2 separate regions of the Mus musculus genome follow, and region 2 is linked to region 1. A link is a contact called in public promoter capture Hi-C data. All regions are on one chromosome and are shown on one strand. Each heading gives the region's core, a stretch centred on a gene start, on an enhancer-like site or on the middle of the called end of the contact. The rest is flanking DNA. Distances are from core to core; before and after follow the strand shown.

Evidence for each region. Capture Hi-C pulls out chosen DNA fragments and counts their contacts.
Region 2: a promoter capture Hi-C map of adipose tissue shows a contact between it and region 1. The contact joins two enhancer-like sites. A contact is called at or near these places in 4 of 39 promoter capture datasets (the C10 cell line, embryonic stem cells, pre-B cells and 1 more), 1 of 15 datasets of contacts at CTCF or cohesin (stem cell-derived epiblast-like cells), 23 of 484 Hi-C or Micro-C datasets (the AML12 cell line, the C10 cell line, DN3 thymocytes and 16 more), 13 of 115 datasets of contacts at active chromatin or transcription factors (the 230-238 cell line, the NIH/3T3 cell line, the SCID.adh cell line and 7 more) and 3 of 9 other capture datasets (adipose tissue, liver and pancreatic islet).

What each region holds. Positions count from the first base shown.
Region 1 is chr5:108,472,533-108,479,159 of GRCm38.p6, forward strand. Pcgf3 (polycomb group ring finger 3) reads left to right here. Exons shown (of 11, transcript NM_172716.5): 4 at 1,257-1,374; 5 at 2,578-2,674; 6 at 5,771-5,826. The coding sequence starts at 1,266. Among named protein-coding and RNA genes, the nearest start is that of Pcgf3, 15 kb to the left of the region's middle. Within about 2 kb of position 1,384, at least 2 of the 459 cell types and tissues checked have an H3K27ac peak or open chromatin away from gene starts, as enhancers often do.
Region 2 is chr5:108,598,436-108,604,619 of GRCm38.p6, forward strand. It overlaps Gak (cyclin G associated kinase), which reads right to left. Exons shown (of 28, transcript NM_153569.2): 10 at 5,881-5,965; 11 at 4,409-4,532; 12 at 1,019-1,068; 13 at 332-480. Among named protein-coding and RNA genes, the nearest start is that of Gak, 28 kb to the right of the region's middle. Within about 2 kb of position 1,771, at least 6 of the 459 cell types and tissues checked have an H3K27ac peak or open chromatin away from gene starts, as enhancers often do.

The sequences.
Region 1 (6,627 bases), core at 134-2,633:
CTTCCAAGGGTCCCTGCCATCTAGGGGAGGGAGGTCTGGGCTCTGTCTCAGGAGTGAAGAATTTAGCCCTCTTTATACTCTGTACATACTCTCTAGAGTACCATTAGTTTAAGGTGGGATAGGTGTCTAGTATTGATCGGTCAGTTGCCTAGGAGAGGTGCATGGTTAGAAGTGGTACTATGATCAGGATGGACTTTGTTGGGGCTAGTGGGCCATGTCTGTTCAGCTCTGAGTATAGTGCCTAACAGGCAGTTGGTGAGCCTGGAGCAAAGCAATATCTAGGTGGTGACTTGGTGATGGACATCTCATAAATTGGTTTCCTCGGGCATTGAGTGGACATTTAACTGTTCCCTCTCACAAAAAGTACAAAGATGAGGATGACTAAATTCCTGAAGTGGGACTGGACCCAGATATCAAAGGCCATATGCTAGATTCATGTCAAAGTAACTGGTGATTAGGTTGGAGCCACAGGACCTTATCTAACCTTCTTTGGGGCTCTGTATCTTCTTGGTAGACACTGTAGTGGCTGTTGGCAGTGCCTTGAGTTGAGGTTCGAACTTCACTAACCATTGAGGTCTGAGGTGGGTCACTATTCAGTGATAGGATAAGATGAGATGGGATGGGCCATTTGTCCAACAAAAAGGCTGGATGTAGTAGTCCATCTACTACATCTGTGGGTGGAGTAAAGGCAAAGTAGGAAAGGAGCCTACCTAGAGAAAGAGAACAAATAGAGAGAGGGAGAGAGAGAGAAAAGGAGGAGGAAGGGGAGGAGGAAGAGGAAGAGGAGGAGAGACTGGAATTCATTACAGGCTATATAGTTTAGCTAGTTCAACAATGGCTGCCTCCCAACAGAAAGTCCAAGAATCCAGTAGTTGTTTATAGCCCGTGGGGCTGGATGGCTCTGCTGGCCATCAGTATACACTGACATCCCAAAGAAGTAGACTCCAATGCCAGTGAAGGGACAAATTTGCCAGAGAGAGCAAGCAGACAAAGAGCAAGCTTCTTTCTTCCACGTCTTTTTGTGGCCCAGAGTAATTTTCCTGTCTCAAAAGATATAGATTAAAGGTATATCTTCCCACCTCAAAAGAACCAGATTAAAACTGTGTCTTCTCACTTCAAATGATTTAATTAAGAAAAAACCAAAGTACTCAGAGTTCTATCTCAGCCACTTGGGTTTTATTTAATTCCAGATGTGGTTAGTTTGGCAGCCCAGATCAGTCATCACAGTTACCTCCATGTATTTATTTTTCTTGCAGAAGCCAAAGATGTTGACCAGGAAGATTAAACTCTGGGATATAAATGCCCACATCACCTGCCGCCTGTGCAGCGGCTACCTCATTGACGCAACCACAGTGACTGAGTGTTTGCACACATGTAAGTATGGCCAGTTCTACCGTGATCTGAATGGGGTGGGGGTTGCTCTAGCACATTCCTTAGGGCCTTAGCCTGGCACATGGGCAACAGGGCCAAGAGAAGAACAAAGATCTTGAGTGGGGATCAGAAAGCTTTCCATAACTAGGGATGTTGTGGGTAACTTCTGGAGGGTGGTTTCTCCTCTCAGGAAAGCTGAGCAGAGGAAAACTACTCTTTTTTTGTTGTTGGTCTGTCAGTCAAGCCGGCCACGAGTGGTGCTTGTGCTCTCAGATCTCAAGTCAAGTCGGTTTTTTTTTTTTTAACAGTCAAACACCTGTGAGATGTCAAGGGTCAGTGCGGTGCCTGTTGCATGTTACTTATTCTGCCTATCAGGCCTGGACCGATCTATGCAGGATGTTTTTTGTTGTTTTAGGTTTTGTTTTCTTTTGTTTTTTAATCTTTGAGTGGCCTGTGTGTATGTATATACTCCTCGTACTTGCAGTGCTTGCAGAAGCCAGAAGGTGTTGGATCCTGTGGAACTAGAGTTGCAAACAGCTGTGAACCATCATGTGGGTGCTAGAAACCAAACCTAGGCCCTCCGTAGCAGCACCTAAGTGCTCTTAACCACCGAGCCATTTCTCCAGCCTCCTAAGATTTTTTTTTTCTTATTTTTTCTCTCTCACTGGAAGACAGATGTTCTGTATGGATCACCTGGAGGCGTGAGTGCTGTAAAAAGAGCATCTAATGACCACTGAGAGGTAGTTCATGAAGTTAAAAACTCACAACACATACAATTTCCATCCTATATGTTTTACATTTTTGAAAATGCTTTCAACTTTTGAAGAATTTTTGGGCTGAGATTAATTGTGTTAGGAATTGGTGGCACAGTTTTGCTTTCGCCAGTCCACTGAATGTTACCTAGCTTTGATGTGCAAGGAACTGTTGTTATCTTTTAGGCCAAAATGCAGATTTTTAAAATATTACTTATATTCTCATGCTCTTGCCCCTTAGTGACTTAACCACTCTTTGATGTTTTTTTTTTAGTTCCTAGGTATATTAGTTCCTAGGCTAGGACTGTGTAACAGATGGTAATGGCACAGCGCAATCCAAGGGCACTCCCTTTTCAGAGGTTGTTTATGAAAGTGTCCTCTTAGTCATCTTGGAGTTGGCTGCACTAACCAGAACTTTTCTTCTGGGTTGCTGTCATCCTCTCCCCTTGGATAGTCTGCAGGAGCTGCCTGGTGAAGTATCTGGAGGAGAATAATACCTGCCCCACCTGCAGGATCGTGATCCATCAGAGCCACCCATTACAGTATATCGGGTGAGTAAGAACATGGGCTGGAGCTCCCTGACCATGGTCCATACATTTGCATGGTATTGGCTGCCTTGTTCTTGGTCCCCAGATACCACACTGCAGGTGACCAGGGCCATGGCAGTGGATATCCAGCAGCACTTCCCTGGGGGACCATGAGAACAAGTGGAATCTTATAAGTTTTCTTAAACTGAAATTTTGAAGTGAATGAGATCCCAGACCTGCCTTTTTTAGAGTAGTAACTTGCCTCTAGGCTGGAACTTTAGCCAAAGAAGCAAGGGCATGGAAGTGGAATTTCTGAGTTCAAGAGCCACTGGGAAGGAAATGAAATCACAGATACATATGGTATGAGGGCATCAGAGAAAAGATAAACTAAAAGAAAGAGATGCACAGCTTGAAGTCACATGTCCAGCTGGGAGCAGTAGCAGTTCAAGTTGAGTTGTCGGACCTTGGAGTCCCCCCCCCCCCCCCCAGGCCTCCAGATAACACTGCCAATGCCACAGTTTCTATTTCCTGTGTTGAAATGAGAGTGTGTTTTCTGTGTTCCTAACTTTATTGTCAAGTCATCTCTTCACACAATCTCTGTATAAGGCCTGTGTGGTGGGCATGTGGAAATGTCTAGCAGCTCTTGGTGTTTAGTACTATCCAGAGTCCTTGCCAGTGTCCTGTCTGTGGAGTGGGTGGATGACATCTGATTTAGGGAACTTCTGTCCATATTCCCATTCCCCAAGTTCCTGTGCTCTGTGTTCTGGTCAGTGCTGTATGGTGGTAGGTTTTTAATTCTGTCACCATGGTGTCTCTAGGCACACCTCAGCCCACCACCATAGTTATGCCTAAGCTTTGTGCTTTCCCATACATCAGCTCTCTGTTGGGACTTTCTTGTGATACCACCTGTCTTAGAGCTCTGTTCTGCTTTTTCTGTCCTCGTGTGCTTCATAACAGCATAAGCTGTGCCACCTGCTTTCATTCTGGCATGCACTTCTGTAGAGCTCAGAAGCAGGTCCCCATTTGAGCTGCTGACGGGGTGGTGAGGAGGCTTCCTTGGGGCTGGGAATGGGAGGCAGAACACAAAAGAGCTGTCTTGTGGGCAGATCCTCTCATAGAAGCTTAGATTGCCATGCAAACACAGGAGAGAACCGGGAGAGGAACACAGCAGTGGGCCAGGCATTAATTAGATAAGTAAAGGAAGCAGGGTGGCATCTTGGCCTGAGTGCTGTGACTTACATTATGAGCTGGGTAGCAGCTATTGCCTGCCATATACCTTTGACCTGAGAGAGGCTCTTAGCATCTATGGTTTAATTGATAGAGGGTTTTGTGTAACCTTGAGCTTCTCATCCTCCTGCTTTTACACAAATGCTGAGAATATAAGTGTGTTCTATTGCACCCCATTTATGGAATGCTGGGGATCAAACAAGGAGCTTTGTGAATGCAGGCAAGCATTCTGCCGATTGAGCTATAGCTCCAACGTTCTTAGCCCATCTCTCACTGGCAGTGTCTGGGTGCCATCTGAAATAGTCTAGGGTTGTACCTGTGCTGGTGCCATCCTCTGCTCTGCTCCTGACTTGGCTTCATCTGCCCTCACCTCTTGCCTGATTCTCTACTTGCAGAGTATGGTGAGCACCTGTAGGCGCTTTGGTATTATGTAAAGGGGTTTATTGGCTTCAGTTTAATTTCCGGATTTAGTGTGGAAGATTGGGCAGCCAGGACTAGCAGAGATGGTCTAAGCCTGTGGTAGAGACCTTGCAGAGAATGTTGAAAATGCCACTGTCAGCCTGGAGTGTGAGCATGTTCATTTTGAAGAAGCAGATCCATTTTGAGAACCTTTCACTCAAGAAGTTCCCTGTGTTATGTGTGCCACTTACACACATTTCCTAGCCCTCTTACTGGGCTCCCAAGGTAGACAGAGCCTGGTGTCATTGCCTGGTACCCAAGTGTTGGGAGTTCTGGTCTTGACCTGTGAGTTCCAACAAAAGCTAGGTGGGCGTGGTAGTTGTCAAGGTCATCAAATGCATGGAGGGTCCTGTCATAGTTTTCTTCTCTGTTGCCGTGATAAGACACTAACTGAAACCAGTCTTGGGGAGGAGAGGGTTTGTTTGGCTTATACTTCCAGGTCTCATTTCATCGCTGTAAGAATCAGGGCAGGAACTGAAGCAGAACCATAGAGAAAGGCGCTTACTGGCTTAATCTCCATGGCCTGGTCACCCTGGTTTCTCATACAAGTTTTGATCACCTGCTTAGGGCTGACATTGCATACAGTAGGTTAGGCTCTCCAATATCCGTCACTAAGACCCCACCCCAACCCATGGCCACAGACCCAGTCTAATGGGGGCAGTTCCTCAATTGAGGGTCCCTTTTCCCAGACTATCCTAGTTTGTGCCAAGTTGGCAAAAACCAGTCAGCACAAGCTCCAGTCTACAAAGTCCAAATTTGCACCTGAGTGCGTGCATCCTGGTCTAGGTGTGGACCATCTTCCTTTGTGTGGATAGAGGCAAGGAGGATTAGAGCTCTATATGACTCTCATACAATATGTAGTCGGGCCTCATAGCCAAGAGTTTGCAGAAGTTGGTGCATGCTGTGAGTGACGTTAAATGGCTGCAGTTACACTAGGACTTGCCTGTGACTAAGCCCAGGTTGGCTAGATTCCTGTGTATTTGTTGAAGTGTAATCATTGGTTCCTGGATTCATATAGGCTTATAGAGTAAGGATTAGAATTTAAAATCTTTCGAAAATTAAGAAATTCTCTAACACTTTTATCAAGAATATAATTATATAATTGACATAATTATACTGAATGCTTAAAAGTAGCAAACTATAATAGGACCATATGTAGATAAAGTAGTTCTGCACTTTTGTGTTTGCCTGTGTCCAACAAGTTGAGCCTAACCCTTTGTCCAACATACTAGGGATCAGGGCACTGTTCCCAGCATGACCTTCTCATCCCAAATAGCTGGAACCTAAATTAAATGATGCATCAATTCAAATCCTAGATATATTTTAGTACATGTTTTTCATTGCATGCTAGAAGGAAAATCCAACCTTGAGTTGTTAAATATGTAAGTAACTATAGTATTTACATTGGTTGATGCCCCCACTTCTCTTTTGCAGTCATGACAGAACCATGCAGGACATTGTTTACAAGCTGGTGCCAGGCCTCCAGGAAGGTGAGTTGAAACGCTGCTCAGCTTGAGCTCATAGCTGGGGTTTTGCCTCTTGGACCTAGACCCTTTCCCACGTGTCTTAGTTCTAGATTCTCCATTGTCTTCCTGTGATACATAGGCTGTGTAAGTCTTAAGAAACAACCAGGGCTGGTGAGATGGCTCAGTGGGTAAGAGCACCCGACTGCTCTTCCGAAGGTCAGGAGTTCAAATCCCAGCAACCACATGGTGGCTCACAACCATCCATAACAAGATCTGACTCCTTCTTCTGGAGTGTCTGAGGACAGCTACAGTATACTTACATATAATAAATAAATAAATATTAAAAAAAAAAAGAAACAACCAAGAATAGCTTGAGATAAAACGCTGAGATCTTCAGAAGCATTCACAATAGAATTGTATAAGCATATAGCCAAGTACAATGATTTTGCTAATTTTGTATCCTACTACTTTGCTCAAAGTGTCAGCTGTAGGAGTTTCTGGGAAGAACTTTTAAGGTCAGTTATGTATATTATCATATCATCTGCAAATAAGAATTGTTGACTTCTTTCCTTGTTTGTATCCCCTTGATCTCCTTCAGTTATCTAAATGCTCTAGCTAAGACTTCCCGCACAATATTGACTAGGCATGGAGAGAACAGACAGCCTTGTCTTATTCCTGATTTTAGTAGAAATGTTTTGAGTTTCTCTCCATTTAGGTTGACATTGGCTGAGGGCTTGCTATAAATCACCTCTTTTATGTTTGGATGTGTCCCTTGTATCCCTAGACTCAGGACTTTTATCATGAAAGGGTATTGGGTTTTGCCAA
Region 2 (6,184 bases), core at 521-3,020, 130 kb after region 1:
TACCTTTTCCTGTGCCAAGGGGAGAAAGACACCCTAGTTTCTTGGGAAGCAAAACTCTTCTCAAGGTTTCTCTCTCTCTTTCTGTGTGTGTGTGTGTGTGTGTGTGCGCGCGCATACGCATGCACACATAGTGTAACATTTCCTTTAAACTCTGGGATATCTCCACCCCTGGCCACACCTCGAGCCCTAGCCTCTCTGGCAGCTGCTATGGTCAGCTCCCTGCAGTCGCCTGGCACTGTCCACATCAGCCTAGTGCAGCTCCATCACTTAAAACTGTACTTAAGTGGGGAAAATGGCTCAAATCATAAAAGAAGAGTTCAAGGCCACTTACCCGGTTGTGAAACTTGGAAGCCCGGTATATCCTTGGAGAAAGGTTGTAGACAGCATAATGTCCTGGATGCTTAGCATCCAGAAACATTCGCACATCCTCTATATTGTTTTTGATTGCAGACTCCACACCTTCTGCTGGGAATGACATCACTGAAACAAAGCAGGCCAAAGTTAGACACTAGGGGATTGCCCTCTTGGGCTGGGCTCACCTCCCAGCCAGGTAGCTGGCCAAACATAGGCTCTTCTCATCCTCTTAAAGTCTCCCATCCTATGTAGTGGGATGTATATAAACTACAGTATGAGAAACATTACAAAGTTAACTACAGATGTCTGGGAGAGCTTTCCCAGTTACCTGATATACACCATGGTCTTTAGGAACACCAGCTTTTCTCATTATAGTTTGCCTAGACTATCTCGTTTTAAATGTATATGGTCCTACCATTACTCTCTCTGTATCCTCAGAGTTCCAGTCATGCCAGAAGCTGACACTGGCCTTGTCTTTTTCACTGACCAGGAAATATGCTCAATATATGTAACCTACCCTCCACTCTTGGGGTAATTCTCCAGGTCAAACCTCAGATGGATCCATGGCTATCAAAGAAGCTAAAGAGGCACCTTGCACCTTGGCTACTTCCACTGATCCTTTGTCTACATCCCCTACAGATGTCTATCATCCAATTAGACATACCTGCAATCCTGGATGTGATGTAAGATATGTCCAGATCACCCTTTGCATAGCTGGAATAGAAAGAACACTCAATTGGAATGGAATTGAATGGAATGGAACACTTAGCTATAAAAACTTTAAGAAGAGCCTATGTCCTAGAATACTGAGGCAACCTTGCTTACAGGTTGTATCCTCTAAGTAGTGTGCATGTGCATGTCTTGTGTAAGACTGCTGTGTAAGCTGACAACCAATGAAAAGTGGAATAAAAGCAGAAGAGAGCAGCCCATGGAAAAGCTCCGGCCATCTTTTGCTTTCTGAAGTGTTCTCCAAGGCAAAAACATTGAGGGCTGATCCTGACCAAATAGTAACTGAAGCAGAACAGTAAGTAGCATCAACCATTGGTCCCACTGCTCCAGGGGACTGGATAGGAACATAAGAGAGCACACCCTGTGCCCTATGAAGATCCGAAAGGAGACAGAAGACACTGCTGGAGGGGAAAAAAAAAAGACATCCCAAATGACCAAGATATATTACTGCTCATGGCCACCAAAAAGTCTTAGAAACCAATCCCCTAAGTTGGTTTACACAACTGAAAAAAATATAGATCAAAATCTAACTAATTTTGCAAGAACTTGGCAAACTTATTCAACAATTCCTCTCAAAAAACCAGTTATGCCAGAACAGCCACGTTTCCTTGGAAAGGAGGGAGGTGGGGGTGGGGGGTGAACATTGTTGCCTAAGTATTTTGAGTACTACACTATAGCTGGGCAGTGAGGTCAGACAGGAAAGTCAGAGACAGAGCTGAGGTAGGCACACTTGGCATCAGCAGAGTCACCATGGGGCCATTACAGAGAGCCAGGTGGAAAAAAGAACAGACATACACTATACATTCACTGAAGTAAAATCTGATTAAGGCAATCTTAACACCTTAAAATGTCATTTGAACCTATTTAAGTCAGGTTCACTTCGGTTACACAGGACTCCCTGAGACATAAACCAGGACGTACTAAAATGCAGCTTTATCTGGTGCTAACATTTCTGTGGCGAAAGGCAGTTAAACAGACAAGCCACAGATCAGAACTAACTAGTTCTAATCTATTTCTTCACAAAAACAATTAATAACCCAGTAGTATCCAAGATACCAGATATCAGTGATATTTGTCTTTAACTCTGAAGGTAGAGACAGATTTCAGACCAAGGCCAGCCTTGTCTACATAGTGACTTTCCAATCAATCAGGGCCATAAAGGTAAAGAGTGCAGGCTGCAAATATGCAGCAAATGGTGGCATGAAAAGAACCTAGCTGTCCCTCAAGGAAGACAAGTGTGCCCAGCATCAGGTCAGGTATAGGAAAGCAAACCTAAGACACTTGGTACACAATGGGTACTGAGTATCACTTAGGGCTCTACACAGTATACTTTAACCTCTAACCCACTTAAGAAAAATCCAGGGACCCTGACAGTTCATCTCTGGGCACAGGTTCAAGGGTATACAAATTAGAGTTGTACTCAGCACAGACAAGAGTAGCCCAGACCGTGGCTTCTAGGACATGAAGCAGCTTCAGGCAACCAAGACAACCTGAAGCGATCAGTTCTGCCACCTGTCACCAAACTTGGGCACCTTCATTGATATAGTCAAACAATGATGTGTTTGCTGCTACATGTAAGTCCATTTAATAAACATAGGAGTTTATGGAACTCTTATCAGCCATGTCTACTCTGTAATCCACAGGCTATATGCAGCCTCAAAGATAGTTATGCATAAAGCTCGACACAAAAATCATAAACTTACTTAAAACATCACGAGTTGCTTCAGTTTTAAAGTTTATTATAGACTAATAGTTGTAAGAAAGAGGGCCATGCCATTTGAGTTAGGCATGGAGGTCAGGAACATGGCAGACAAGCAGGCATATGGTGGGAAGTGAAGCCTTTGAGAAAGTGAAAAAAGCCCAAAGTACTACAGAAAGCTTTGGAAAACATCTGAAAGTAGGAAAGAAGGAAAAGTTATGCCTAAGTCTATATTCAGAAAGATGGGCAGACCCAAGAGAACCAAAGGGTGACACTGGAGTAACTGCCTCACTAGACCTTTTGCAATGTGGACTAAATAACTATTAGATTATTGGCTTTTCTGTCATGAGACAGTCAACACCGGACTATCTGGACTATAGCCTGTAAATCAATCTAATAAATAAATAAATATATAAATACATAATATATATTCATATATATATAAATACATAATATATATTCTATCAGTTCTATTCCTTTAAAGAACCCTAACACAGAGATCATATCACAATATCAAAAGTTTGGACATGCCTAGTGGTTTAAGCATATATTCCACACAGAAGGCACATGCATATGCATGTTCACATATCTGTATTTCCAAAATGTAGCACATTCATGTGCACTCCTCCATTGGCACAGGCACAAATATACAACTGCTAAGGTTACAAACATAAAACCAACAACAACAAAAAAGGGAAGGATGTTTCACCAACCAAAGGAGTTTGGGGACCACAAATACTATGATCCAATGGTGCTTACTACAGCAGCAGGCATCCTTGGGCAGCAGGAGCATCCATACTGACAAGAGCCAGTATCTCAGTCACAGCTCCCTCCAGAAAAGCTGACAGAGCAACCTTCAACACAGTGCTTCAACTCACTACAGCTTTGGGGCCGTTCATTTGAAGCACATATTCACACCCACTGTGGCCCAGGTCTGATAGTGACTGACTTCTAATAATGAAAATAGGCAGGAACTGCTCTGCAACTGCTTCATTTATTTGACAGCAAAGAAAAAGAATAGTGCTATCATGACAGATACTAGCAGAGCTAAGGAGATCATGAGCTGATGATGTACAAAGCTAGTTCTATATCGGGTCCCAGGGACAGGGGTCTCAGACTTGTGATTGTTAGAATTTGGTCTTGTCTTGTTTTTGTTTGTTTGTTTGTTTGTTTGTTATCAACCTGAAAGAAGCTGTAGTTATCTGTAAAGAGGAAAACTCAATTAAGGAAATGCCTCCATAAGACTAGCCTATGGGCAGGTGGTCCTGGGCTACATAAGGAAGCAGGCTGAGCAAGCCACAGAAAGAAAGTCAGTAAGCAGCATTTCTCTATGGCCTCTGCATCCGTTCCTACCTCCAGAGCTTCTTGCTTTGAGTTTCCATCTTGGCTTCCTTTGGTGATGATGAACTTAGACCTAAAGCCAAAGTAAGTCCACTCCTCTCTACACTGGTTTTATCACAGCAACAGAAAACGAGCTAAGGCAAGGCTCCAGGCTCAAGTCTATATTTGGCTCCACCCTACAGACAGTGGTGATGTAACACTATGTTGGGGAGTCCCCACGCAGGCGAAGAAGAACAGGACAGGACAGGATAGGACAGGGTAGTCCTCACACTTACTCGTACTTACTTAGCCACAGACTGGATGACCTTGGAGGAAGTATCCTTGAGGTTGGTGAAGAGCCGTTCGGTCCCACCCCGCAGAATATCAAGAAACCCACCGTAGGGCTGGTCATACTCTGCCAGAGCCAAAACTACAGGAAAGAGCCAAAGTAGGTCAAGAGTATGCCCCCAAGAAGCTTCACTGCTTCCCCTAACTTCCTCGAACCCACCCGTGAACTGTCTTTCCCATTAGCAGGTGCTAACCTGTTGTTTCCATTCATTTCAGAAATCTAAAGGGCCGATGCAGGCAAAGAAGGCTATGTGAAAACATGTCAGACCAAGCTTCTACCTGGAACTGTACCAACTATGGGACACAATTTCAAGGTGGTAACTGCAGGACATGATACCCTTCCTAAAGTGAGTGCAGGTGAAGCCCACAAAAGTGGACTCTGAGACCACAGAATGTGGTGGTAGAGCTAACACATGTTACTTAGGCTTTCAACAGCCCCACAATGAGCCCACATAGTCTGATGCAAAAGTAGACACCCCAGAACCTGCTCCTCATGGTCCACAACTGTACCACACATGCTAGGCACACAGAGTAAGGACCTGAAGTACCAAGACACTGTGGTAGCCAACCACAGGAGACAAGAGCCTACTCTCTAGGAAGCAAAGATCCAGAGACGGACTCAAGCTAGCACTTGACATCTCAAAAAAGGAAACCAAGAAATGGCTCATTTCACAATCAGTCCATGAACAATTTCTGTTTCAGAATCCTCCTTTCCTTCATTGGTGCTCTCAAGGCAGCCATTCTTCATGAGATAAAAGGACATTGTTTTATGGCTTGGCTCTCTCAAACTAGCAGAAACAGTCCTCAACCCTTCCCACTGCACCCCAGCTCCTATGATCCCATCTCTTCTCCTTCTTTCCTCCTAATAGACACCTCTAGTGTTCTGTGACCTTAAGGAATTATCTACTGACCTTGTCTAAAGTAGAGTTGGCTTTCATGCTCAATTTCTGGGACATACTCTAGAGTGAAAAGGTATCTTCCCTTAAGATGGATTATTTCCATAGACTTTGAACTGTGCAGATGTTCAAGACACAGTGTAGACTACAGAGGAGCTAGAGTCCATGGTCAACCATGCCTGGAAGACTTATCCCATTTTATCCTAAATGGTAGATGAGTTAATACTTGATTTGAGAAGTGCTAATATAACTCCTATGGGACAGAGATAACTGGTGGCTGCAGGCTGGTCTGTCCTGGATCTTGCCTTAACAACCCTTTGGTTGATCTGAGTAAAAATACCCTGTCAAATTCTGCATTCTATCCTGAGTATATGGCTCAAAAGATCTGAGTACAACAGAATGGTAGAGCCAATACCAAATAAAAACCCCACAGGAACAAGGTTTTGATATCTGCTCTGATGCATATTGAGTACCTAGTAAATAAGAGTAGACATCCTTGTAGGGAAAGTACAGTGGGTAGGTTGGGGCACTTACCTCCACTGCTGTTCACGGTGCCCCCGCAAGGTGGTTGTGCTCGGGAAGGCCCTGAGTTCCCATAGCCACCATTCTGCTCCAGCAGCTATAAGATTCAAAAACATGGCGACAGCTTCATACGAAAGCCAAAGCTAGTTTACAACTGTACTTAGCATTGTGCCCTCAGTTGACGAGCAAGCTAAATGGGCAAACCTCTACTGCTTTACTCTAACATGCAAGGAAAGTAAGTTCTTAGAAGTCTAGGCAGGACTAGAAAGAAAACAAATGAAACTTCCATTCATAGCTCTAAAACAACATTCAGGGT